Linked DNA regions of Mus musculus: region 1 is linked to region 2. Evidence: chromatin contacts called from public HiChIP or PLAC-seq data. All regions are on one chromosome and are shown on one strand. The core of a region is the stretch at or near the end of the contact, and the rest is flanking DNA. Distances in the headings are between cores, read along the strand shown.

Region 1 (6,268 bases), core at 1,552-4,051, 1.4 Mb before region 2:
ATGTAGAAGAACTGGCTAGGCCAGCTATCGAGATATATTTGAAGGCTACTGTAATTTAAAATACAGTACTGCTTCATGGAAAGTTCACCTGGTTTTTGATACATATCAGGTGTTTAATTAGATGCTTGATTTATGACATAGAACTTCAGAGTAGTAATGAAAGGCAGAACCTTCACTGAATGAAGCTCAGCTCTCTGGGTTGTCACATGGAAGAAAAAAAAAGAACTTGAATCCTTTTTCTTTTCTTTCTTTTTACTTTTTTGTGTGTGGGTTTCCAGTCAGGGTTTCTCTGTGCAGCCCTGGCTGTCCTGGAACTCACTCCACAGACCAAGCTGACCTAGAACTCAAGATCAGCTCGCCTCTGCCTCCCTCGTGCTGGGATCAAAGACATGTGATACCTGGATCTTTTCTTAATCATATGCAAAAGTCAATACTCGGCCCAGGGAGATTTTTCATGAGATAAAGGTGCTTGTTGTTCTAAGCTGATGACCTGCGTTCAGTCCCTAGGATCCACAAAAAGATGAAGGGAGAGACTTACTTGACAAGGATGTCTACTCTGACCTCTATGCTAAAATCATGGCATACACACACACCACCAAATATCACACACACACACACACACACACACACACACACACACACACACACACCCCAGTGGTTGGAGGGATGGCTTATTAGTTAAGAGCACTGAGTGCTTTTCCAGAAGATCCAGGTTCAATTCCCAGCACTCAGAGGATATCTTACAACAAATGGCCTGTAATTCTATTCTCACAACCATCTGTAATGGGATCGGATGCCCTCTTCTGGTGTGTCTGAAGACAGCAACAATGTACTCACATACATAAAATAAATAAATAAATACATAAATAAATCTTAAAATAAATTTGCTTGTGACCCAAGCACTCAGGAGGCTGAGACTGAATGCTCTTGAGTTCAAGGCCACCTTGGACTACAGACTGAGACCTCTATGCTGTAAAAATATAATTGGAGTTGGGCTGGGTAGAGAGATGGCTAGGCAGTTAAGAGCACTGGCTGTCCCCCGCAGAAACCCAGGTTTCATCTCTGGCACCTACAGCCTTCTGTGACTCTAGTCTCAGAGGATCCCTTGCCTTCTTCTGGCCTCCTCAGGGACTACATACATGTGGTACACAGATAACTTATGTTAGCAAAACACTCACACACACTGAAAAAAAAAAATCAGGGGCTGGAGAGATGGCTAAGCTCTTGTTCCTCTTCCAGAAAGCCCTTGGAGGCCAGAAGAGGGCGTTAGAATCCTCGAAGCTGGACTTCATGCTGTCCAGTGTGTGTGTGCTGGGAACTGAACCCTGGTCCTCTGCAGGAGCATTGTGTGTTTACTGAACAGCTAAGCCATCTCTGCTGTCCCCGAAGTGTACATTTTTGATGAAGTCCAATATCTCTATCACTTTTCTGGCTTCACATTTTGCTTCAATGGTAATAAATAGTAGTTGCTGTTAGTTTTCATGGTCATGTTTACTGGGAGAAGAAGGGAGAAGAAGCTGAAGGAGACACCTTTCTAAAAGTCCTCTGCAGTAGACAAGCACACGAGGACAGTCAGAAAAGTAATTTTAACCCAAAGGCATGACATGGATGGAAATGGTGTGTGTGTGTGTGTGTGTGTGTGTGTGTGTGTGTGTGTGTGTGTAAGTGCCACAGGGTGCATATGGTGATCAGAGGACAGGGACTTGCAGGAGTCAGTTGTCTCATTCTACCATGTGGGGTCTGCGAATTCAACTTAGGTTGATACACTTGGTGGCAAAGCTATTATTGATGAAGCATCTTACCCACCCTGTTTTTCGTTTCTCCTCTTCTTTCATACAAAGCATACTATGCAGATGAGGCTGAACTGGGACTTGGGTTCTCCTGCCTCAAATTCCCAAGGAGTGCTCAGACTGCAGGCGTGCTGGTCCACACCTGGCTTGCAAAGTCTTTGAAAAGTATAGACACTATATGTCAGTGAACCATTACTGATATTTTCATTTTTACTCATTTTGTAGGTAACACACAGCGGAGAGATCACAAGGTAGCTAGATTCCGCTGTTCCCAGTAAGTCTTTTTACTTCAGGATAATTTCCTTCCAGTCTTCTTAACTTTGTTGATTGCTCAAAAACCTCAAACAGAAACCAGAAAACCCACATCCTCAAACCAACGTTTTATCTATTTGTCCCACTTGTTCTTCTGAAGATGAAACAATATTTTCCCAAATCGAGGAAAGAATTTTCTTTAGAGACAATTATTGAACTCCAGGCTACTGTAGAAGCCGGAGGTGTACTGACTAAATAGCGCCTCTGCCAATGGGAACTTGAAGTCCTTTCACAGTGACAGCGTGCCATGCTCCGGGAGAACCAACTGCCACATTTTTTCAGGGCAGGGAGTTCGGCCGCAGAGGCCGCCCTGGTTGGGCTCCGGAGACTGATGTGGTCGAAGTTAGGTTTAGATCGCGCACTTATTTGCAGCTGCTGCTTGGCATGCAGCCCTTGTGCCATTCCCTTCTGCAGGAGCCTACAGAATAGGTCTTTTTTCACTACTACTGCAGATCAACCGCAGTGAGGATTTGGCGTTTCGGGTTTCGCTTTTTCCATTCTATTTCAAGGCCCTAGTGCGCCCACAAGCGGAGGAATAGCTGCAGAACTGCAGAAGCAGCTCGGAAAAGGAGAAAGGGCCGCTGTAATGCTCGCCTCCTAGGGGGCGGGGCAATCGTAGGCCTCGCCTCTCTCAGAACCCAATTTCCGACGCAACCTCATCCCGGGGCTCCGATTGGCTGGCTGCTGAGCGTGAGTACGTTGCGTCGCGGGGCGGGGCGGACGAGCGGTGTCTGTCAGGGTTTCAGCTCTACGCCCCCGACCGCCGCCCCCTCCCCTGCGGTAGCGTCGTTTCCTCCTCTCGCCCGCTCTGAGAGGGGACAAGTGACAGCCCGGGCTCCGGGTGGCGGTTTAGCCTCCGGGCATCTCTCCTCAGCCGACTCTCTGAGCTAGCTGCTGTTCTCGAGCGGGTCCCGGCCAGGGGAAGATGGCGGCCGCGCCCCGCGGCATCTGGGAGCAGCGGCGCCTGGGCTGTGGGTTGGGACCCCTCGCACGGTTGCTCATCCTTGCGCAGGCGCTGCGGCTGCTGCCCGCTGCCCGAGCCGGCCTGTGCCCGGCGCCCTGCGCCTGCCGTCTTCCTCTGCTGGACTGCAGTCGCAGGAAGCTGCCCGCGCCCAGCTGGAGGGCACTGTCGGGCCCGCTGCCCTCCGACATCTCCAGCCTGTGAGTAGAGGGTCCCAGGGCGCGGTCGCCACCGAGTTCGGAAGGGAGCTGCCTTATTGAGATTGTGAACTTTGAATGTTAGGGTTTCCCGGTACTCGTGGGAAGATAGGGGTTAAGATCTGGGGTCTGTGACGTTCCGGGCTGGAGATGTTTAATGTTGGACTCACGGGTCCTGAGCAGCACAGCTGAGACTCTGGATGGCTGTGGGTCGGGTCCAAGTGCAAAGCCCTCTTTGGGCTGCATCATTTTTTTTTTTTTTTTTTTTTAAAATTCCAGCTTGACTGGTCCTTGGGCACGTGATGCAAACACGATCTCTCCCAAAGATACAGGATCTCTCTTTTGTCCCCAGTTCTCCCATCGGCTCATTGTATGTTTCAGTTTTGATACTTGAGTTCTTGATAGGGTTGAAAACCTCTGCATGCCTAAGGAAGATCATTGCTGATCTCTAATGTTTTGTAAGAGCAGTTATTCTTTAGTAGTCAGTTTAAAGAGGGGAAAGATTTTTTTTCCCCAAATCACGATACTTTGTCTTCACTATGTTCCTTTGAGTTAAAGAACCTTCATTTCAGATCTCTTTGTTTATGTATGAGAATCCAGTGCAGTGATCGAGTGGATTCTCTAGCTCTGACTTTAAATCCTGACAAACTTGTATTAGCTAGTGGCATTTGGAGAGCTCACTGCTCTGAGTCAGTAGGCATTAAATAGAACAGTAGGTATTAAATGCTGCAATTATGAGACTTCTTAGCCACCAACATACAGTTATGTCTCTGCCACTAACTGATCAACGTGCTTATTAATTGACTTCTAGAGTTACCTCTGAAAAAGAGTTATCACTAAAAATAGTTTTGTGATATAATTAAAATACAAAGATTGGTTAGGTTCTTAATGGAAAAAGAATACAGGTAGAACATCTGTATTGCAGAGGTTAAGTATACATTTGCAGAACGTATTTATAGGTTAGCATAGATAGGAAAGAAGCTAATTCCTGTATTCATTGAGAAAATTAGTAACTGCTACAGTTACTATAGAATTGCAATATAGTAATACAGCTCCTGTCATTTTGTGGTGGTTATATCTGAGGCTTATTCTGGTTTGACTCAGACTTTAGTATTATCATTTAGCATAGTCTGAATTAATCCAAGCACAGCATCTTCTTTATACAGTAGGTGCCTTTTTTGAAGAAATTGATGAGACAGCTACCTGATTATGATAGACTGAATCTGACATAGGTTTAAAAACAGTCTGACTTAATGTAACTAATTGAAGTAAACATGGCCTGCTTTTGAAGATCCTTCAGTGAGACTTGCTGAGTGTGTTTGTTTAGTATGCATGAAGTTGGGTTTGAACATTAGTGCTGAAAAAAATAAGAAAAAAATCATTAGCAAGTATATAGTAATGTTACCAAAGATGCTAATTGCCAGAAGATAACTGACATTTGGATTTATTTATTTATTAATTTTATTTATTTATTTATTTTGTTTTTTACCTTTTGTGTTTTGAGAGGGGATACTGCCAGGTAGCTCAGGATAAGCAACTCTCCATCCTCCTGCCTCAGCTTACTGACTGCTGCCCACCATTCCCAGCTTGCATTCAGAAAATTGAAATAAAAATTAAATTGACATTTTTAGTTGAAGTGAAATGCCTTGGAGAATAAATTCCCTTATAGTCGATTATTTTGAATATAGTTTCACTAAAAATACCAAATCACAGGCAGAATGCAGCCATGTTCTTTGTCAGGGTGTCATTCGAATGGGCTCTAGTTTGGTTGCCTATAGAGTCCTTGTTCTCTGAAACTTAATGAGCATAGAGTCTACTGCTTATACTGTTATCAGCATTTTGGCATCAATGTATTGCTCACTAACTTCTTAACATTCTAGGGCTTTTCTAACCCATAACTCAAAATTCTGCTATTTTCCTTTTGCAAACCAGTTCTAAGAGCCACAGAACAGTATGATCAGCATATTGCAACAACAGCCTCACTTCTTAGTGTGGAATTTTTATATTAGTTAGTTACTCTTTTTTTTTTCTTTTGGTTCTTCAAGATAGGGTTTCTCTATATTGTCCTGTCTATCCTGGAACTCACTCTGTAGATCAGACTGGCTTCCAACTCAGAGATCAGCCTTTCTCTGCCTCCTGAGTGCTGGGGTCAAAGGCATGGGCCACCACTGTTCCTTTTCTTGTTGCTGTGACCAATTATCTGACACATATCAACTCAAGGGAGGAGTTTTGGCTTATGCTCTAAGAGATGGAGTCTTATAGAAAAGAAGACTCTGTGGTAGAAGGAGCATGCACTGGCTTGCTCACAGCTAGATGGAAGAGGAAACAATTTTTTTGTTGTTTGAGACAAGGCCTTTCTAAGTAGTCCAGGCTGTCCTTAAGCTTCTACTTTTCCTATTTTTGCCTCCCTATTGCTGGGATCATTCTGTGAACGACACTGGACACTGGTGTGTCTGTAATTTTTGATTTGTGTCATAATGTTGATGCTTAAGAGTTTTGGACTTTGGAGGATTTTGGATTTTCTGGTTAGGAATATTCAACCTATATTTAAATCCTTCCTAGTTATTCTGACATCCAGTGTTAATGGAAAACCACTTAGCCAAAATAGCTATAGAGTGCTAGGGCCTTGTGCCTGCTAGGCAAGTCCTCTAAGCTCCGTCCCCAGCCCAAGTTGTCAGTGCTTCCCAAATGCCAATTTAGGAGATCTGTATTTTGTTTACTTCTTCAGAATTCTGTTGTGCTTTGGAAGACTCACAGATCCATTTTATTTATTTATTTATTTATTTATTTATTTAGAGACAGGGTTTCTCTGTATAGCCCTGGCTGTCCTGGAGCTCACTTTGTAGACCAGGCTGGCCCCGAACTCAGAAATCCTCCTGCCTCTGCCTTCTGAGTACTGGGATTAAAGGCGTGTGCCACCACGCCCGGCTTCACAGATCCATTTTTATTAAAAATACTTTGTAGGGAGCTGAAGAGAATGCTCAGCAGTTAAAAGCACTGGCTGCTCT
Region 2 (6,603 bases), core at 3,534-6,033:
ATCTTAACTACTTCCAAAGGAGCCTTCTCTGGTTCTATTGTCTCTAGACAAAATTGCAAAGTTCTTACAATATACAGCTTTTCTCCAATAACGACATCAACAGACTCTTTCATCTCTCTCCCCTACCCCGAATCATAGCTTTACACTGAGTATTTGTTAAAAATATGTGATACTTCTCAGTATAAAAAAATACCCTCAATACCATAGTCTACAGTGAAAGGGTTTTCCCCAAACTGAACTTAGTCACTCACTTCTTTATTCCAGAGACCTTACCCAGCAATTGCAGTGATCTAATGTAACAAACAACTGTGCTCTGTAATTTTCTTTTTCTAGATTATTTTTAGCTGAACCACCCATCTCTGTACCCCTGACTTTAGAAACTAAGACACAGTTCTCAAACATACCGTATAGTCATACAGCTTCCTGGTTCTCACTCATACCTTCCCCTTGCTCTGCAGACCCCTAATCATCCTTCAAAACCAAACTCAAATATGGTGCCCTTCTACAGCCCTCCTTCCTACCACATGTAGAACAACTGCTTTCATCATTGTTTCCCATTAAATTCTGTCTAGACCATTGTTATCATAATGACTTGATTGGTTGATTGATTGATTGACTGACTGATTTGGGACAGATTTCCATTCTTAGCCCAGGTGAGCCTACCAAATGTCCTAGCCTCCTGCCTTAGTCTTCCAAGTGCTGGAACTATAGGTATGTTCACCATGCTTGGCGCATTTTCTTTTCTTGTAGTTAACATTTAAGTCACGGTTTGAGAACAAGTATTTTAAACTTCTTATTGAAAAACAGACACCTCTTATATTGCTAAGAGAATGCCCTAAGTGGCTGGGAGTTTAAAAACAAGAAGAATCCCATGTCATTCATCAGCAAAAAAAAAAAAAAAAAAAGTTTTACATACAAAGTATAATTAAATTGTAGCTTGGACATGCCTCTATATCTTGTAATACCAGTTTTTCTGTCTGTCCTCTCTCTCTCTCTCTCTCTCTCTTTCTCTCTCTCTCTCTCTCTCTCTCTCATGTATTTGTGTCTGTCTCATTTATAGTTCATAAAAGTGCTTCTTTTAAATACCTGTTAGATTGCACTGGGTCTTACTAAATTTGAAACTCAGTATAGTGCAGGGGTTGAGGGCTGCATTCAGTGTTACTGCGGCCTGACAGCCTGACCCCTTTCTACATAAAGGGGTGGCAGGCAAGTTACTCAGTTTCTCTATGCCTCCCAGTGAGGAGCTAATGGCAGCATCCCTCAGGAGAGCCTTTTTGTGAGGAGGACTAAATAAGCTAATACATGAAATGAATTCAGGGCACTGCCTGCACTGAGGAAGACCCACAAGTAGCAGTTGATACTCTTATTGTTAGTCAGCTTTCAAAATAGCTTTTCAGTACTTCCTTAGCCCACTCCGTAGAAGGACTACATACTCTCCTAGATAGGAGAGCATCCTTCCTGTGCATGTCTGCAATGTAGGTTCTAAGCTACACCTTGGATAGTTGTTCAGTAAGTAGGATGAATGTAAGGTATTAGCCCTGTAAGATCAACAGATTATAAATTCTCAGTGAACTCATTATTCAGTACAGGATTAAAGCTTGTTTGAAAATAGTTTTAGCCAAGCATAGATAGTGGCAAACATTGAAATCCTAGCACTGGGATCTAGACAGAATTACTGTATATTTCAGGCCAGCCTGAGCGACATAATGAGTTAAAGGCTAACCTAGGTTATATAGTAAGATCCTGTTTCAAAAATTAAGTTTCACTTGGAAAGCAGAGGCAGGCAGATCTCTGTAAGTTCCAGGACAGCCTGGTCTACCAAGCTAATTTCAGGACAGTGAAGGCTACACACACACACACACACACACACACACACACACACACACACACACAAATGCAAAACACACCCTGTCTTGAAAAGCAAACAAAAATAAACCCAAACAAAAAAAAAGTTTCAAAAACCCAAGTGAATTGTTGAAAATATTTAAATAAAACTTTTTGTTTTAAAATTTTATGTATTTATTATTTCTATGTCCATCAGTGTTTTGACTACACGTATGTCTGTGTGAGGGCGTCGGATCCCCTGGAACAGGAGTTACAGACAATTGTGAGCTGCCATGTGGGTGCTGGGAAATGAACCCAAGCCCTCTGGAAAAGCAGGCAGTGCTCTCTCCAGCCCATAAAATTCTTTTTCTATAAGATTTTTTTTTTTTTGAAACAGGTTTCACTCTACTTTGGCTAACCTGAAACTCTCACTATGTAGACCAGGCTGGCCTTGACCTCACAGAGATCCACTTGTCTCTGCCTCCCCCATGTGATGAGAGTAAAGGCATGCACCATTACACTGGGCTAGAGATTTGTTTTTATTTATATGTATGTATATGTGAGCACATGTTACCTGTATGCAGTTGTCCTTGGAAGGCAGAAACGACCGTCAGATCCCATGTAGCTGGAGTTACATGCAGCTGTAAACTACCAGACATGGGTGCTGGGAACTGACGTTCTCTGGAAGAGCAACAAGTGCTCTTAACCACTGGGTCATCTCCAGCCCCACAAATAAAACTCTTAAAGCAGCACCGGATCGGATTATTTACTCGTAGTTTTCCCTCTTGCACTCCACTAAACTCCACTGTGGTACACAATGCTCTACAATCCTTGCCTAGCACATAAGGATCACTACAAATCTTTTACTAGTAATATGATTTCCAGTTGGAGGCAGGGATGTGGTTCACTGATAGCAGTAGTCACAGAACCCTAGTCTCATCCTACAAGGACAGAAAGGAAGGACTAGTGACTTAGCTCAGTGGGTAGGGGTGCTTGCCACTGAGCCCAAGTTCAATCCCCAGCACCATGCAAGAGAAGGAGAAATTAAGTTTTACAAATGGCCCTCTGTCCTCCATACATGCACCTTGGGTGCCCACACATATACACATAATAAATAAATAAATTTATTACATTTATTACTTTGGGGAAGGGGCAATGTGTTGGGACACATTTTGTGGTCAGAGGACAATCTACATAGCTGGCTAAGTCCTTCTACATGGCCTGGGGATTGAACTCAGGTCTTCAGATTTGGCAAGAAGTGCCCTCATTTCCCAAAGCATCTCGCAAGCCCTGTAATATGAGGAATTTTTAACTTTGTTTTGTTTTGCTTTTTTACAGAGTCACACTATCCCAGGCTGGCCTCAAACTCATTACATAGTAAGGAGTGACCTGGAGTTTCTGAGTCCCTTCTTGCACCTCTCTTATGCTGAGTGGGATGGGACCACCACCATACCCAGTTATGAAGTACTGGGATTGAACCCAGGATTCTTTGCACGTTGGTGACAAACATGCCCTAATTTTAAATTTTAAATAAGAAAAGGAAAGAAATTGCCTACTGTTCTCAATCAAAAACACTGATATTTCTGCATCTAAAAAAAGTCAATTGCCACATTTAACAGACTAACAAGAGGCCTTGAGACACAATTACTACAGTTGCTGGTTTCTGTCTTTGAAAATACTCCAGATCACTCTTACGTATCCCTAGTAGAAACCTCATGGTTACAGACTGCTATTCCTTTTTAAATTTCCCATCTCTCCCTAAAATACACACACACACACACACACACACACACACACACACACACACACAAGTAGAGAACACAAATGTCTATAATAAAAACTGTACAAATGCCACAGCCACACATTAACTTTGTTTTAGAGAACTCAGATCTTTTTATAAGCAGCCCCTGAATTTGCAAAATAAAAGTCTTGTTTTGAGGCAGTACTCTCAGCTCACTTTATGAAATACCTTCAGCTAATCTAAGGCAAAGTAACAGATTTTCTGATTGGTACAAGCTTCATGGTAAATGATTGCACTACGGTATACAGATAGCATGCTATTTTAGAAAATGTCATGACTCAGTTAAGAATAGCTCTGCTCTTCAAACAATGGTGATTATGTGGAAATGACGCTTAGATAACTTATTTACATAGTAAACAGAAGTTAGAACTTTCTCTAACAATACAGGCGAATCAGTAGTAGCTTTGGGATAAAGGTTTACCAGGGTGCCTACTGTACTAGGCACTTAGTAGTTTTACAAACTACACATGCTCCGGGGTGCATGTGTGTGTGTATCAAACAACAATGCCTGACATTTGTAGAACACTGTCATTCCTCTCAGAACATGAGAACCCATGAGCGTCCCAGTTTTGCACTCCGGGGACACACACCTCTTAGAGTTAACCCTGACGGAGGTGTGACGGTTTGTTTGCGGCTCTGAGCTCCAGAGCGAAGCCTTTTGACTCACAATCTAATCATCATCTTCTCTCCTGGTTACTCCACAGTCCTACTCCAGTCCCACTGTAGGAATTTTATCTTAAAAAACTACTTGACGACTTCCTCTATCGTGCCTGCCCCGTAGTTCCGAAGCAAAGCGCGCGAACACACGCTTTACCGCTTGTCTGAAGTGCTCCGTCCGGGCACGTCCAAGTTCAAGACCGCCTGATAGGCGCGTTTCCTCGCGGCGGCGAGCGCCTGGGCTCCCCGGCCCTGCACCCCCGACCGCGCCCGCGGCTCGCAGGCTGACACCCGCCTTCCCCTGGCCCGAGGTACCCAGCTCTCGGCTGACCACGAACACACGGGACGCCATGGGGCGACGCCAACAGCTGAGCGGCAGAGGCCCCATGGCCCCACTCCCTCGCTGCATCCCGTCGCCTACCTGCCTGGGCCGCGACGCCGCCTCGCGCAGGGATCCCAGACTCGCGTCGGTGGCCTCTGGGATCCAGCGCCCACATCTTCGTCCCGCCCCCACAGGTTCCGCAGTCCCCGCCCTCCAGGCTAAGACACGCCCTCTTTTGCCTGGGCACGCCCCCGAGCTCACCCAGTAAGGCTCTGTCCTTCCAGGGCTCTCCTCAAGGCTCGGAACCCACGCCAGGCGGTCTCTCCGCCCCCAGCGCTGGGGTACCAGTGTGCGCTGCACCGCGCTGGTTCCACGGTGCAGCCCCTGCCCAGGCCTGGAGCCAAAGCTCTATCTCCGGATCTACGGTCTGTGCGACTACACGAGACAGACCTTTACAGCAAGGCAGAGCCTAGTAGAACCAGAGGAGCCAAACAGCAACTTCTTTAAGAAAACCCCAAAGCAGCTCAGGGAGCAAACATTCATCGGGAATGCCAGCTAGTAAAGAGATGCCAATAACGCACCTGGCCCCGGGTTTGGAATCACAAGCCGGATGCCTTTGGTGCCTAGTCCGGGTGCCGACTGGGTTGCCACACCCACTTGAGACTCACGCTTAAATTCTCCCTACCACACGATCTTGCTCAGGTATGCACATGGCTCTGTGCCTGCTGCAAGAATAGCCCAGTTTCACTCTGCGAGACTGGGATGAGTGGAACCTATTTCCCAGCACGATCTAACTGCCCCACCTCACCGCGCCCCGCCCCACTCCACCCCACCCACTCCATCCGACCTTGTGTCTGGTAACCAAACTTCCCTGGCTTGTTCACACAGAGGTACCAAAATAGAAGACTGCCACAGAGAGGTGTTTAATTACACATCGCGGATGACTGTCACCAGCCAACTCAACCAAGACTTGGAAAAAAAAAAAAAAGTCCCAATCCCTTGTGAAGCTATGAGGTGGGGACATGAGGTGGGGACAGTAAAAGGATTACTTTCTACCTGAGGGAGAAGTATTGACAATTCCTTTAAAATACTCCAGTGAGGAAATAAATGTAAATATGGTTTGGAATACATTGCAAACTCCATTGATCCCTTACCTAATGTGTATGTCTTTAAATGTAGACATGTGTGTTCTTTATTATTTTTCAAACTTCTTATCCTCCTACCCCTGCTTCTGGGGTGCAAGCATAGTCCTGAGCCAACACAAGTGGCATTTAATCTAGTCTGTTTGGAAAGTATCACAGATAGTTGTACAAGGTGAAATTCGGGACTAAAACAGCGTTTTTAAGATTTACATTTTGAAGTTTGCATCCACGAAGATTCTTTAGCAGGATGAAGATTTGAATTCCAAGATGAACGTTAATTAACATGCATGTGTTCTACTGCCCTCTCATGGGTAGGATGGAGCTACACCTAATGGTGAGAGGTGTCCTTTAAGTCTGAAGATAATACATAGTAATTTGTATTATTTTAGTGACTAGGAAGCCAACATGAAATAAAATCAGGTCCTTGATAAATATTCCCCGAAAAGCAATTTGAACTTCAAGAATGGGGAAGAGGAGTCTTACCCCACAGCTAGTATGAGCACGTCCCAAGGGGCACACCTAAGCTCACGGCTACCTGTGCAGAAAGTGAAAACACTCAGGAATTTGCTCGAATTTCATTGTGATAAGTCTTGAGGGATGTGCTCTCCACACATCTCACAACCTCAGGGGTGAAAAACTTGAAAGTAGAATGAAATCTTTCTTATACTTTTGGTGTCCAAAAAAAAAAAAAATCTTTATGTTTAGTCCATAACCCCCTTTTTAATAAACAGTGAATTATCAACCCAACCACTAGATGGCAACACAGTTGTGTGTGAGCAAATATAATCTGGATAGCTGGAGCATCTCCTAACAGGAAGTACTCTCCCTCCCCTCCCCCTCCCCCTCTCCCTCTTTCC

What was found. HiChIP or PLAC-seq counts read pairs in DNA pulled down with a chosen protein or histone mark.
Region 1: a contact with region 2 is called in an HNF4G HiChIP or PLAC-seq map of pancreatic cancer cells. The contact joins the promoter of Lrig2 here to the promoter of Dennd2c in region 2. A contact is called at or near these places in 1 of 484 Hi-C or Micro-C datasets (CD4 T cells), 1 of 115 datasets of contacts at active chromatin or transcription factors (pancreatic cancer cells) and 1 of 9 other capture datasets (adipose tissue).

What each region holds. Positions count from the first base shown.
Region 1 is chr3:104,508,451-104,514,718 of GRCm38.p6, reverse strand. It overlaps Lrig2 (leucine-rich repeats and immunoglobulin-like domains 2), which reads left to right and starts at 2,801. Exons shown (of 18, transcript NM_001025067.2): 1 at 2,801-3,263. The coding sequence starts at 3,028.
Region 2 is chr3:103,100,839-103,107,441 of GRCm38.p6, reverse strand. It overlaps Dennd2c (DENN/MADD domain containing 2C), which reads right to left and starts at 4,783. Exons shown (of 19, transcript NM_001384113.1): 1 at 4,704-4,783.